Linked DNA regions of Mus musculus: region 1 is linked to region 2. Evidence: chromatin contacts called from public Hi-C data. All regions are on one chromosome and are shown on one strand. Each heading gives the region's core, a stretch centred on a gene start, on an enhancer-like site or on the middle of the called end of the contact. The rest is flanking DNA. Distances are from core to core; before and after follow the strand shown.

What was found. Hi-C and Micro-C count contacts between places; a contact is called where the count stands out from the background.
Region 1: a contact with region 2 is called in a Hi-C map of regulatory T cells, with 1.8 times the contacts expected there. The contact joins the promoter of Uchl3 here to the enhancer-like site in region 2. A contact is called at or near these places in 7 of 39 promoter capture datasets (3T3-L1-derived adipocytes, the HPC-7 cell line, HPC-7-derived erythroid cells and 3 more), 6 of 484 Hi-C or Micro-C datasets (CD4 T cells, the HL-1 cell line, cerebral cortex and 2 more), 8 of 115 datasets of contacts at active chromatin or transcription factors (the 230-238 cell line, bone marrow-derived macrophages, cardiomyocytes and 4 more) and 2 of 9 other capture datasets (adipose tissue and liver).

Annotation. Positions count from the first base shown.
Region 1 is chr14:101,652,629-101,658,994 of GRCm38.p6, reverse strand. Uchl3 (ubiquitin carboxyl-terminal esterase L3 (ubiquitin thiolesterase)) reads right to left here and starts at 5,028. Exons shown (of 9, transcript NM_016723.2): 1 at 4,890-5,028; 2 at 4,776-4,787. The coding sequence starts at 4,931.
Region 2 is chr14:101,465,720-101,472,701 of GRCm38.p6, reverse strand. It overlaps Tbc1d4 (TBC1 domain family, member 4), which reads left to right. Exons shown (of 19, transcript NM_001081278.2): 11 at 6,938-6,982. Among named protein-coding and RNA genes, the nearest start is that of Tbc1d4, 140 kb to the left of the region's middle. Within about 2 kb of position 4,666, at least 6 of the 459 cell types and tissues checked have an H3K27ac peak or open chromatin away from gene starts, as enhancers often do. A contact at or near this core is called in regulatory T cells, where this site is marked.

The DNA of each region.
Region 1 (6,366 bases), core at 3,779-6,278, 190 kb before region 2:
GCTTTCCTTGAGGCTGTGATCAAACCCCTGGCAAAGCAACTTAAGGTTAACTTCCAAGAGTTGGTGCTCTCCTTCTATCCTGTGGGTCCCAGAGCAGTCTCGGGCCATCAGGCTTGGTGGCAAGCACCCTGACCTGCTCTACCACCATGACTTTTTCATTCAGTCCTAGACTGCAGACCACAGAATGGTACCCACATTTTGGGTCTTCCCAACAAAATACACCTAATCTAGAAAGCCCCTCATACAGCTATATCCACCAAGTTGACAATCAAGGGTAACCTCACAAAGGAAGTCCCCAGGAACCTCCAGAGAAGGCAAAAACAGAGACAGCCTAAAAAGTAATTGAGAAATTAGAAATATCAGAATTATCGGAAAAGTAAAAATGTAAAAGATGATGTTTCAAGAACGCAGGTTGCTCTTCTAATGCCACTAAGAGGCCAAGAGATACAATGAAAAATAGTGGCCCATGGGTATGTCAGAGGAGTGGTCACTATAAAGTGACAGAAGGAGTAATAATCTAGCAGATGGCCTCCAACTCTAGTTCTAACTTTAATCATGTACATAAGTAGCAAAACTAAGTCATGGGATGCTTAAGTTTCCTTTAGATAGGAAACAAGAAAATACCACTTCCTTAATAACATCACAATAACATCACAACTCTAGGGAGGTTCCCTATTTAAAAGCTCATAATTCTTCTAAGTTACAACTATTCCCCTCTTCCTCTCCCCCGCTCCCTCTTTCTATATACATATATATTAGATAATCAACTGACCATACTCAAATGACAAAAAAACTACATGCAGGTCTAGTACACTCATAGGTGATACAGTTACCCAGATCAACTATTCTTCTTTAAAAAGTTGTAATTCTTTTTTTTTTGTTTGTTTGTTTTTGGGCTTTTTGAGACAGGGTTTCTCTGTGTAGCCCTGGCTGTCCTGGAACTCACTTTGTAGACCAGGCTGGCCTCGAACTCAGAAATCCGCCTGCTTCTGCCTCCAAAGTGCTGGGATTAAAGGCGTGCGGCACCATGAAAAAGTTGTAATTCTTAATGCTCAATTATCTGCAACTTTCCATCAGCTATTTTTACCCATTTAAATATATATATATATATATATATATATATATATATATATATACGTAAATAAGGTAGAGCTTAAATTTTTTTCTAACTATTTTAAGTCAAATCTGTAGCAAAACGAAGTATCTTAAAAGAGGTCGACAGGATACTAAAAATAAAAATAAACAAAAAACTGGCTGTTTACCAGATGGACTATATGTCACAGCTCTTCCAGATGATGCCTAGCAGGTATTACTAATCCTCCTGCTACAGACATGATGACTGTTCTCACATAACACCAGGCATCACCACAGCATAAAACAGTCCTTGTTCAGACTAAGAGTTAAGAAGACCCATAACTGCCAGATGGTACTGGGACTACAGATGTGTGCTGCCACATGTGGCTAGAAAACAAGAAGTAAACCAAGTGACACCACAGCGCCGCAGCGTACCTACTAGATTCTGACCCAACACCTTGGGAATTTTCTCCTTGCTCTTTCAACAATGGCTAATGATTTCCTTGCCTGCTTTTCCTTTCTGCCTTCCCACTGGTTAGAAAAACAATCCTAATTTACCACCAAAGTATAACTCGTTCCTGCTCAGACAACTGGTAATACAAAAGGTGTCCTCAAAATTATTGAGTGTAAGTAAATGCATTTTAGAATTTATCAAAGCTACCTAGGAGTAAGGTACTGTATCTGCCAAATCACAGACTTTGTGTTGTTTCCTTAAAACAATAATTAGTATCATCTTAATCATTATTTTCATTTAGTATCACTAGATTTTTTTCACCAACTGATAAGGCTAATTACATTGATAGACTTTAAATGGTAAATCAAATCTTCAATATAAAAAAGGTTGACTTTGGTTATGGTCTTATGTTGTTAAAATGCATCTATTGTTGATGTTTTTAAAATGCATCTATTGTTGAAGGCCTTTATGGCCATATTAATAAGAGATACAAGCCCACAGAGTGAGCATTTTATAATGTGTCAAAGTTATCTAGGAATGAGGTTCCTGTGCACATGCGCACACACTTTCTTCTCATAGTTTGTCTAGTTTGGGTACAGAAGAATACTGGTCCTATCTCTGTTCATTTATCTTTATATATAATTATATATCATTCTTTCCATGATCATCATCAAATGCTTTTTTAGAAAATCACTTGAGGAATTTGAACATTAATTAATAAAAATCTTTACAAGTTAGGAAAAAGTGGAACTTATTTAGCTGAGGGAAAGCCTCTCCAAGACCTCTGTAAGCGCCTAACTTTAGAATGAAGGAGTCTAAGCTTCCCCAGCTAAGCAGAAACCAGCACTCCGAAGCCATAGTTAAGACATTACCACGTGAACTAAGACAGGAAAACGAGATAAAGGTGGTTAGTCTGGGACTGAGCACGTGACTGCAGAGAACACGTCTGTCTGTCTGTCTGTCTGATCAGGAAACCCTCCAGACCCACCGAGAAGATGTCAGATACACTGAGGTGCAGACCCACCGAGAAGATGCCAGATACACTGAGGTGCAGTGCAGCTACTCCAGACCCACCGAGAAGATGCCAGATACACTGAGGCACAGTGCAGCTACTCCAGACCCACCGAGAAGATGCCAGATACACTGAGGTGCAGTGCAGCTACTCCCTGAACTTAGTTGAGGATGTGGGCAGATCTTTAAACTGCATTCAATACATAGCAAAGAACTCAAGAATGAACTTTTAAAGCAATACCATTTACAAGAGCGCCTCAAATCATCAAATTTGTAGGTATCCAATAATCTTTTTCCCAAGAGCTATGTGCTCAAACTATCAAACACCGATGGAGAAATCAAAGACCTAATTAAGTGATGATCCACCTTGGTCAAAGATGACAAGATCCACTGTAGTAAAGACACACCCCTCAGAATATGTCTATCCAATTGCCACATTCACCAATCAAGTTTCTGTACAGATTGACAAGCATTCTAAAATTTATTTGGAAGGTAAAGCAATTAGAAAAGCCTAAACAATTCAGAAAAGGTACAATGCTGGCTTCATACAATTTGAGGACTTATAAAGCCACAACAAAGAGAACGATAACCGAAAGAGGAACAGACAGATCAATGGAGCGAAAGCTATCACATATATAGTAAATTGCTATCGCTAAAGTGTAAAAATCACTTTGCTTTACAGCTCAAATACACACTTCTTCTTATGCACAGAAGTTGGAAATTCTTTGAGATTTTTCTCTTGACAAAATAAAATGCACTAGGGAAAGAGATGAGCAAATTTCAAAGTCAAGAACAAAAGGAATTTGGCCTCTTCCAGAAAGGGTGCTGTGAACAGCAAGGCAACGGGGAAGTGCTGGCTTTTAAACTTTACACAGTTCACCTTACTAAGAAGATAGGAACTGATGCTAACAAAAATATATAACAAACCCACATAAGCTACAGGGAGTCAGGCCAGTGAGTCAAGGCTCCTCCCACCAGCAAATACAGAAGACCTGTGTTTAATCCCAAGGACCCACCTGAGGGACTGAGAGAACTGAATCTAGAAAGTTGTCCTCTGACCTCCACCCGAAATCAATGAAACAATAAATGAAACAAAATAAATGAAAACACTTTCAAAAATTCCAAAAGACAAAGGATGTCACCTCTAACATAAAGCCTGTGTGTTTTATACAAAGAATTTGCTAAAATGCTTTTAAAAAAACCGTTAAAAATAACAATAATAATAATAATAATTGGAGGAAGGGAGCAGGTTTTTAGGCAGCATTTCAATTCAGGCTGGGCTGGAACTCAAAATCCTCTTTACCTCAGCCTCCCACACGCTGATACTGGCAGACATGTACCACGATGTCTGGTCTCAAAAAAGCATTTTTAAACGTTGATAATAGATCTTTATCCTTCGGTTATGAGAAGAAAGATGGAAGAAAAGGAAGAAAACTATATAACAAACTAAGAGAACTGTTAAAGGTGAACTAAATCTGAGAGCAGAAAAAAAGGCTAATTAATACATATCTGTGCAAATATATATATATATATATATGCATTCCACCACCTAATTTGGGGTCTGAAAGGCATCCCAAGCCCCAACCTTCAGTATCCAAAACAAACTCCCTTTTAAGAGTAGCAGGTGGCTACGCATTGCAGGACAACCATTAAACCGGGCTTTGTGTGGTACAGGAGGCAAGGACCAGGTCCACCTTCGAAAGACGGGGAGAGAAAGGGGGCGTGGCAGGGAAGAGAAGGACCTCGATGGGGCAAGAGATGACTGAAAGGTGATTTCATTGTACAGGAGGTGGATGGAATTACCAGAACTGGGTGGGCAAGTTTACAAAGCCGGGAGTCAGGAAGTGTTGGCAAATTAGTCACCTTAGAAGGGACAGGGTCAAGGAACAGGATGGAACCCGCAACGGCAAGGAGACGAACCAAGATGGGGAAAGGCACGGGGTGGGGATACCAGGCGAGGGGCTACCAAACCTCAGACCCCGGGTGCCCCAGGCAGCGCCGGCGACGCGGGGTCCGACGGAGGGACAGAGGACGCTCGCTGCACCGGCATCTCCCCGAGCCAGGTGGTGGCCCGAGAGGGGCGGAGCCGCCCACAGCCGCAGCCTGGGGCCGCCTGCCCGCCCGGGATGAGATCCCTGGATCCTTGGGGATGCAGAGGTGAAGGCCAGCGGGGAGGCTGGCGGGGAAGGCGGGAAGGACTCCGGGGTCCGGGGTGACAGGCACCGACCGCACTCACCTGGTTGGTGACCTGAAACGAGACACAGAAGAGGGTTTAGCGACGCGCGCATGCGGGCTGGCGCCGGCCTCCCGACCCGCTCAGGCCCTGGCTGCGGAACCCGGCCGCGCTCACCTCAGGGTTGGCCTCCAGCGGCAGCCAGCGTTGACCCTCCATGACTGCTCCGCCGGCCGCTCTCCAGCTCTGACAGCCGCCACCACCGCCGCAGCCGCCGCCGCCGCCGCTTCCGCCCCCGCGCGCTCCGGCCGGCACCATCCAAACGCCGCCCCGAGGGGGAAACCAACGAATGGACTTCCACGACCCCCAAGACGCTTGATCTCTCCCTACGGAGACTCAGCCCTGGAGTTACTAATGAAGTTAAAAGGCAAATTAAACTGATAAGCCTGAGCCATGTCCTAGTTCATGAGAAAAAGAAGCTTTGATCAACGGTGAACTCCCCTCACACTTGGACTCTCCCTTCCCCCGAGCGAGCTCCCGAGTTCTACGCATGCGCCACCGGGCCGCGTGCTCGCAGGCAACCTCACCTTCTTGCAATGCCAACCAGAAGCTCTAGGGGGCGCGTCATGGATTCCTACTCTGTGAGAGTGGGACCGGTTTGCTAGCCTTAAGGCAGCCAAGCCAGAGGGGTTGACTCCTTGGAATCATGGTCTTCCTGCTCCTTTGTGAGGATACTGGAATGATATGTTGGCCTTATCTGTTATTGCACTGCCCGAGATACAGGTAATAGGTAAATGGTGGATATAGGTGATAGGTAGATAGATACTCAGTTCTGCTTGAGAAACAATATGGAGCCACTACAAAGAGGAAATCAGGCAATGTACTGTTTGGTACAAACTGAAGGACTTTAAACAGCATTTTGAAATCCATTCGCCATCCCACTAAATTTCAGGATGACAAATGTAATGATTTTGTTTGTTTGTTTGTTTGTTTGTTTGTTTTTCAGGGTTTAACTCAATGGCTAGTACATAGGAGATTTCTCAAGGGCTATTTGAGAAATGGTAGAGCACTTGTCTAGCATGCTTGAGGCCCTGGGCCCAATCTCAGTGTCACAAAGGAGAGAGAAGTGGAATAATCATGTATGCAGAAATACCATCTGTCAGTTATGTGGGGAAATGCAAAAACAGGAAAGTTGACACAAGGTAACATTTATGAAGACAGAGAAGCAGAAGATATTTCAAGGAGCAATCCTTTTGATATGTAGGAACCAAGAGTCATGGCAGGACTCCAGAAATTTGATCTGATATATATTACTATTCTGTATCGAAGAGAAGGATTTCAGGGAAAGGTTAGTTAAGAAGTGAGAAAAATATTATTATGCTGAATTTGTCCTTCTTGGGAAATTTCCAACTCTCCCACGCATGCTCTGGCTATTATTTTTATAACCCGGTGACTCTTGTAATCCCTTGACTCCTCCCTATTTGTCTGATGGCTTGATGCCATATCTGTCCAACCTCATGACTTGGTAAATCTGGCAATGCTGGGCTCATGATCGGTTAGCTGCAGTTGCCTGATCTCTTGTGGTGCTTGCTATAGTCTCAGTCTCTACTGGGGCTGTTTGGGGTGCCAGGGGAATTTTCAGACAGCCGCTTTT
Region 2 (6,982 bases), core at 3,417-5,916:
TGTCTTCAGAATAGCAGTATTGGACAAAATGTATGTTCTTAGGTATATTCAACTAACAAGTTGCTCGGACATAAATATACTACTTACAATCTTGACGAGAATATATATTTCTGTTGTTTTGAATTAACATCAAATTTATAGAAAATTACAAAATATTACAGGATTTCCTTTAATCCTTTATATTGACTAATTAATAATTTTGCTGCATTTGCTGTATACGTTTATAAAACTCTCTCCTTGCACAAATGTAGATTATTCAGTCTAGTCTATGTGTGAGTAGAGTGTACCACATCCTTTGTTCTTAACACATTAGGACGGATGTCTTTCCCAAGAATGATGACATCTAAGAGAATGGCTTTAATTCAGTAGCTTCTGAACTCTACATCTCTCATTATTACTTTTTATAGAGAGAACATCATGTACATACAATTATGATGATACCTCCAACTATTCATAATGATGAGGGAAGGAGGTATATAATGTTATCAGCTATAATTTTCCTGTCACTTGGGTACCTACTATCTTATTAGTTGCATAAATGAATCTCTAAATATTCCTAACCGAATCGGGAATAGGACATAGCTGGATATAGGCTAATGACAGTGTTACTTTTTAGAACAGGACCACTGTTCTGAATTATTAATTCATGCGAGGGTCCTGAGAAAAAAGGACTCAAGGTCTTTTGAATGTCACAGTTTGTTAGCTGATTGATTCATTTGCACAGATTTGAAATTGCAGCAGCAAAGGAATACATGCATTTTTATGATTAATACCTTAGTTCAAGTTAATTTTTGAAAGGTTAATATTGTTTTTCTTGGTAGCTGAGTCATGTCTGTGCCTGATGATGCATGTTTTTATAGTGGATATTCACTAAATACTGCATTTCCATTCCAGCAACAGAGTTTTCTGTGTTGGTGAGGAGTTACTTTACAAGTTTTAAGGTCATGCTTAAAAATTATTTATATTGAAGTTTGTTGGTCAAAGTAAATGATTATTTTACATGGCGATACTCATTGATTCAATTCTATAATTTTTAATGAGAAAGAAAATTATTGGTGATAAACTGTTTATGGGATAGTTTTTATTTTATAATTCACTTGTATTCATTGATCGATCTGATTATTTACTAGGGTTCACTGTAGAATTAATTTGCCTGTGATGTATTGATGACTTATGGAATGTCTTTTTAAATCCTGGTTTGGGGCATTTATCTTTCTGTGCTAATATCATTCCTGTTTTCCTGTTGCTAGACAGGACACTGCTTCAGAGTCAAGGTGATTAACACGCCAAACATTTTCCTTTAATAACTTTTCCTATTTCCCTGTGGTTAGCCGCATCAGTTAAGGATACAGTTTTGGTTGTCTTCTGAATGCATGCTGTCATTCTGCACACTCTGAGGGCTGTGGAAACAGAAATGCGCCCTGTGGTGTGATCAGAGATCACAGAGAGCCATGTACAATGTCATTGCTAGCTAAAGTCCTGTTTCTACTCTATTCTGCATTGAAATTCTTTTAAAGCCCAGGTCTCCAAGAAAATTCCAATTGAAATTTAAAGTTACAACGGTGGATTAGCTGGTAGATAGGGATTTATATGCATATGAGGAGGGTTTGTTTGTTTTTTCCTGATCCCAGGAAGATAGAGAAATGAGCATCCTGAGGAAGCCTGCCAAAGAGGAGCATCTGGAGAAGAGATGCAGCCTGCCCCTCCTCACCCTAATCCTCTCATATTGGTGGTTCCTGCGAGGCATTGCTGATACCTTGCCGATGTCCCATTGGTCACAGTCAGGAAAGCACCAAGTTCCTGGCTATGGACAGGAAGGATGGTGGTAATACCGTTTCCTGGAGGGTCTCACTTTCTCTGAAAAACATCCAGAATGGTGTCTTTCCCATTGTCACTATAAGCATCCGCTCTCTGCCTGCTCTACTTTCCCTATTCTGCCTGTGTCACCAGTCTCCTGAGAGCACATGCCACCTCCCTGTCAAAATCTAACACGTTGACTTCTTTGTACTTGCAACAAAAGTTTTAAAGATTGCTCTACAATAGGCCATGCATGAAGAGAAACATCTTCAGAGACTCATTTGGCCACAGTGCTAAGATAAAAAAAGAGACTCTTCTGAGAGTTATAATTGATGGCCCTTCTTTTTTGGGGGGGGGCTGGTATTGTAGGATGACCACTTAAAGGCCATTTCTCCCATTTCAGAAGCCCAACAGAGGAACAAGTTCAGTGGAAGAGCAGTTGCCCAACATGTACAAGGCTCTGAGTTTAGCTTCTAGCACTGAAATGAAAAAGGAAAAAGAAGTTGTGAGTTTAATATAAGTGTTTTGCCTCGTGTCTTCTGGGTTTGAATGTCATCTAGCCTAGTTTTATTTTACATGGTATTAGGCTGATTCTGGGAAAGGTTATATATATTTACTAGGTATGGTTTTATTTATCTTACATTGCAGGATTATGAGCAAACATAGAACCAACTGAGAGATATTTTAAACCCAATGTACAAAACACTTTTTCACTCTCTGCACTCAGGAAGTGGAATCTAGAGTGTAAAACTCTCCATTCTTCTTTTCTTTTTCCCTGTGCTTTGTTCCACTGTCTTACCTCTCACATTTGGTCACACTCAAGATACTGTAGTGATTTCTGCTAGAGTGGCGGAATCTGCATTCTGTTTAGTCAGTAAAGATTTTCCATAGCCTGAGAGATGTTTGCCCAGGTGAAAGCCAGAACATGCATAGACTGTGAGTGCTGCTGATGCAGTTGTAAATTATCAAGCACTGTGGGCCATGTCGGAAAGAACCAAAGTTTCATTGGTTTGTTGCCCTATGCAGGCTTCTTAAGAAATTCAGGGAGGGGGGAACTTTCCCATGTGATAAGCAGCTGCTTTGGACTAGGGAAGTGTCAATATTTGTCTCAACTTGTAATGCATTTAGATGCAATAAAATGATGAAGATTTTGCCAGTGGGCAATCAGGAGTTTGAAGTTTATGATCCTTGGTTTTATTGGGTGCTGGGAGGTGCAGGAGGGCCAAGCGACAGTTTGCTGCTCAGCAGAACATGCTGTAAATCTGGGAAGAGGATTTATATTAGTGCAAAGCGGATCTCTCTCGCCTTAGTAGGAAAATTGTCATCAGCACACCTTCATTCCATCTGGTACCCAGTGGATTGATTCTTATTAAAGCAAGCAACATGTAGTAAAAATTCTGTGTTCCCAGAAGCCCAGGGATAACAAGAGTTCATTAGGTCAGGCTTCTACCTGCTTCCCCAAGGATACATCAAACCATCAACTTGAGGCATTAGTTACCACATTCTCTCCATGTTTTATGAGTGCCATGTTCAGAGCCCTGGCTCTGTAGCCTCAGTGGTGATCAGAATGATGCATAGTCTCCCTTCCCCTCCAGATTCCTCACAAGGCTCCCAGATTGTGGTTCTTGATTAATTGCGCTTGATTAATTGGAACCTAGTGGCAGGAAGTAACAAAGATTGTACCAACCTGCCTGTGGTCACAAGCTCTCCACACTGTCCTGGCTTCCTAGTTATATTTTTAATTTCATAAATCTCAGGTACAGGAAGCCCTGGCATGGAATACTTTCCCTGACTATGCCCTATGAAGCACTTTACCTGACAACTGCTTATGTTACAACTCACAAAAGGAAGTGACCTTCGGGTCATATGGAAACTTAAGAGAAAATATGTATATTATGTGTTTGATTATTTTAAAAATACATACATGTAGGTATAGTTAAGGTATTTTTACTTCATCCTTTTGTTTAAATAAGCATACAAGTTTTGAATCTCATGTATTGCTAAGCAAGTAGTAAGGCATTTACATAGGTGAGTCACTTGTGGTACTTTGTTTTGTAAGAGCCCTGGAGCTTTGTAGGAGCGAATGCAAAGGTCTTTAACATTTCTCTGCACTCTGGCCCACCTGCCTCTGAGTTCAGGCTGCATTCCTAGTTGTCACAGGAAACGCGCAGGTTATTTGGCCTTTTTCTACCTAGGGTTTCTCACTAGCAATGGGAATCATATCACCCACCCTGTGTGTCTACTGTAAGGACGAAAGCAGCCATACTTGTGATGGTTCTGTATGTGTTCTGTCTTCTTATAGTAGACACCACAAGCAGTTTAGCTTTGACATTATGCTTGTCTTAAATCTTAAATCTAAGGAAGTTAAAGTGAAAACTAATGTAGTTTTAAAGCAAAAAAAGGCAAACAAGAGAAAGTTTAGAAAGACAAAAAAGTTGTCCCTCATGTCCACTACTACAGTTTACCCTGAATCCCAAGTCAGAATATTGGAAAATCACTGTGCAATGTTTCATAGCGTCTCAGTTCCTTAAATGACCACTTTCACTGCTGCTGTTCTTGCACATGCTCATTGCATGGTTAAGCCTTTACCTAGGAGCTGCCTTCCAATCGCGTTTCATTTCCTCTCCTAGTAAGTGAAGCAGGGTAGCCTTCACCCCATTTCCAACTGCTTTTGCAAAGTATAGGCTTTACCTATGAGTAAAGGGTCCATATTCTCTTTCCCGTATTATTAGTATACAATTCAGGCACTGAATCTTGGCAGTTAAACTCTACATATGGATAAAAAAAACATGTCTGCCAGTTCATTCACATCACGGGGCTTGCAGTCAGATGCTGTGAAGTTTGCAAGTATGTCTTAGTTGGCTAAAGACCAGGGTGCTTTTATAACAGACAGCATAAACGTTGCATCTGATGGACAACAAAAGTAGCTCCAGCAAGGTACCATGACAGAAGGAAGACAGGTAATATTCCGTGAGTATTCAGCAGGACAGATGGGGAACCTTTGAACCAAAAATGCTGAATGGAAAATGCTTGAACTATGTCTCCCCCAAGCTGATATCTTTATATCAGTGTTGCACTTCAGTGTTGCAGGGAGTTTTGAACACTGGTCACCAGTTGGGTTATCACCTCATCCTGGATCCATATCAAAGGGGACTTGAGTCTGTGAGATGTATGAATTCAGATACTTCCTAACTTAAGACAGCTTGACACTTACAATATGCAAATTAGCTCACACCTACATCCTTTTTCACTTTTAATTTAGTGAATCAAGAAGCAGTATTTCTGAGAAGATAAGTCAGATTAGAAATAACTGTTCCTGAGGCTAGAGATAGAACTCATTTGGTCCAGTGTTTGTCCAGCGTTGATGAAACTCTGGATTTTGATCTGCAACACCACGTGAACCGAACAGAGTAGTATACAATTATATCTGCAGCATTCAGGAGGTAGAGGCAGGAGGATTAGAAGTTGTTCAAGGGTCACTCCTGAACATAATAAAGACGTTGAGGCCAGTCTGGGCTACATGAAAGCTCATCTCAAAGATAATAACAAATTGAGCAAAATTAGGAGGTGGAGTAGGAAGACAGAGTTGAGAAGGAAGGTAAAGAAGAGGAGGAGGAGCAGGAAGAAGAGGAAGAGAAAGAAGAAGAGGAGGAGGAAGAAGGAGAAGGAGGTGGTCGAGGAGGAGGAGGTGGTCGAGGAGGAGGAGGAGGAGAAGGAGAAGAAGGAGGAGGAGGAGGAGGAGGAGAAGAAGAAGAAGAAGAAGACAAAGAAGAAGAAGAAGAAGAAGAAGAAGAAGAAGAAGAAGAAGAAGAAGAAGAAGAAGAAGAAGAAGAAACTGCATTTCCTGATAATCTTAAGAGCAGATGTACAGAGTAAATATGAGTGAAAATATAATGGGTGGTATTGAAGTTTTCTCCTTGTATTAATTGCTCAGCACTACCGAGCTCTGAGCATCTGAGAGCCAGTGGCTTTTCTAGCTGAGAATTGTTTCTGAGCTAAGGCTGACCTTTGTGGGTATCACCACCTGTAAATGCCACCGCCTTCATCCTCCTCCCAGGACCAACCAAAGACTATGACACTCCAGAAAGTAAAATATTCTCAGCATCAGCAGCTCTCACCGTCGCGTGGTCGTCTCACTGCGAACAGAGTTGGTCTGGAAAGTAACTGTGAGTCACACTGACCTTCCTTTGGTCAGAGCCTAGCGAACTCAGAAGTGGCCTTTTCTCTAAAACAATGAAAGTCTTAGCATAGAACAGAATTTCGAAATGCGAGTCTCACAGAGCTCCGAGGTCCAGGGATGGCACACTCCTCCTTGCTGTCACCCAAAGCTTAGAGATCTTAGATCAGTTCCTTTGTCTACGTTGGATGATATCTGTACACTGTTTCCCTGATGGAAATCTCAGTGCACGGCAGCAGAGTAAATCAGCAAGTCATGGTGCATTCAAATCTGGCTAACTGCATTTTTTTTTTTTTGAGATAGAGTCTGACTCTGTAGCTCTAGTTGGCTCAGTACTTATAGAAATCCACCTTTATCTGTCTTCCTAGTGCTGGTATCAAAGGCACGCACCATCATACCTGGCTGGCTCACTGTTTAAAATTACTTATATGTATCTTAAGGATAACCTCTATGGTTGTCCATTCTCCTTGTATTTGGGTTATTTTTTTTTTCTGCCATGATCTGGATATTTGATAGCTATCAATCTTACCAGTCACATAACGTTGAAGCAATCTTGTATACACCTGGAGTGAGCTGTAAGCAAAGCTCTTTCTGAGCACGGGATGCACGGCTTACAGTGTTGGGATCAGAGTTCAGTTTCATTTCCTGGGCAGTGTACAAAGTCATTATTTAAGCAGCTGTTCCTCACATGCATAAGGACAGATATTCCACAGATTAAAACCAGGGCTGGTTGCCATCTAAGGAAGGAGTAGAAACAGCTGACTTTCTGTGACTGGGCTGTGGCCTGGATTGCAGGCTTCCCAAGAGATGGTGGATGGGAGGCAAGAGCACTGCTATCTCCTCTTTCCATGTTGCCTGTGCCTTGTGCTTGCCTGCGGCAGAACTTTTGAATGGCTTGTGCCCCCATCTCTCTATGAAGTGCGTGTCTTCCTTACCAGTTACATATTTGTTGACGTTCTGCAGTGATGGAGAAGGGAGAAAGAGGACGTCATCCACCTGCAGCAACGA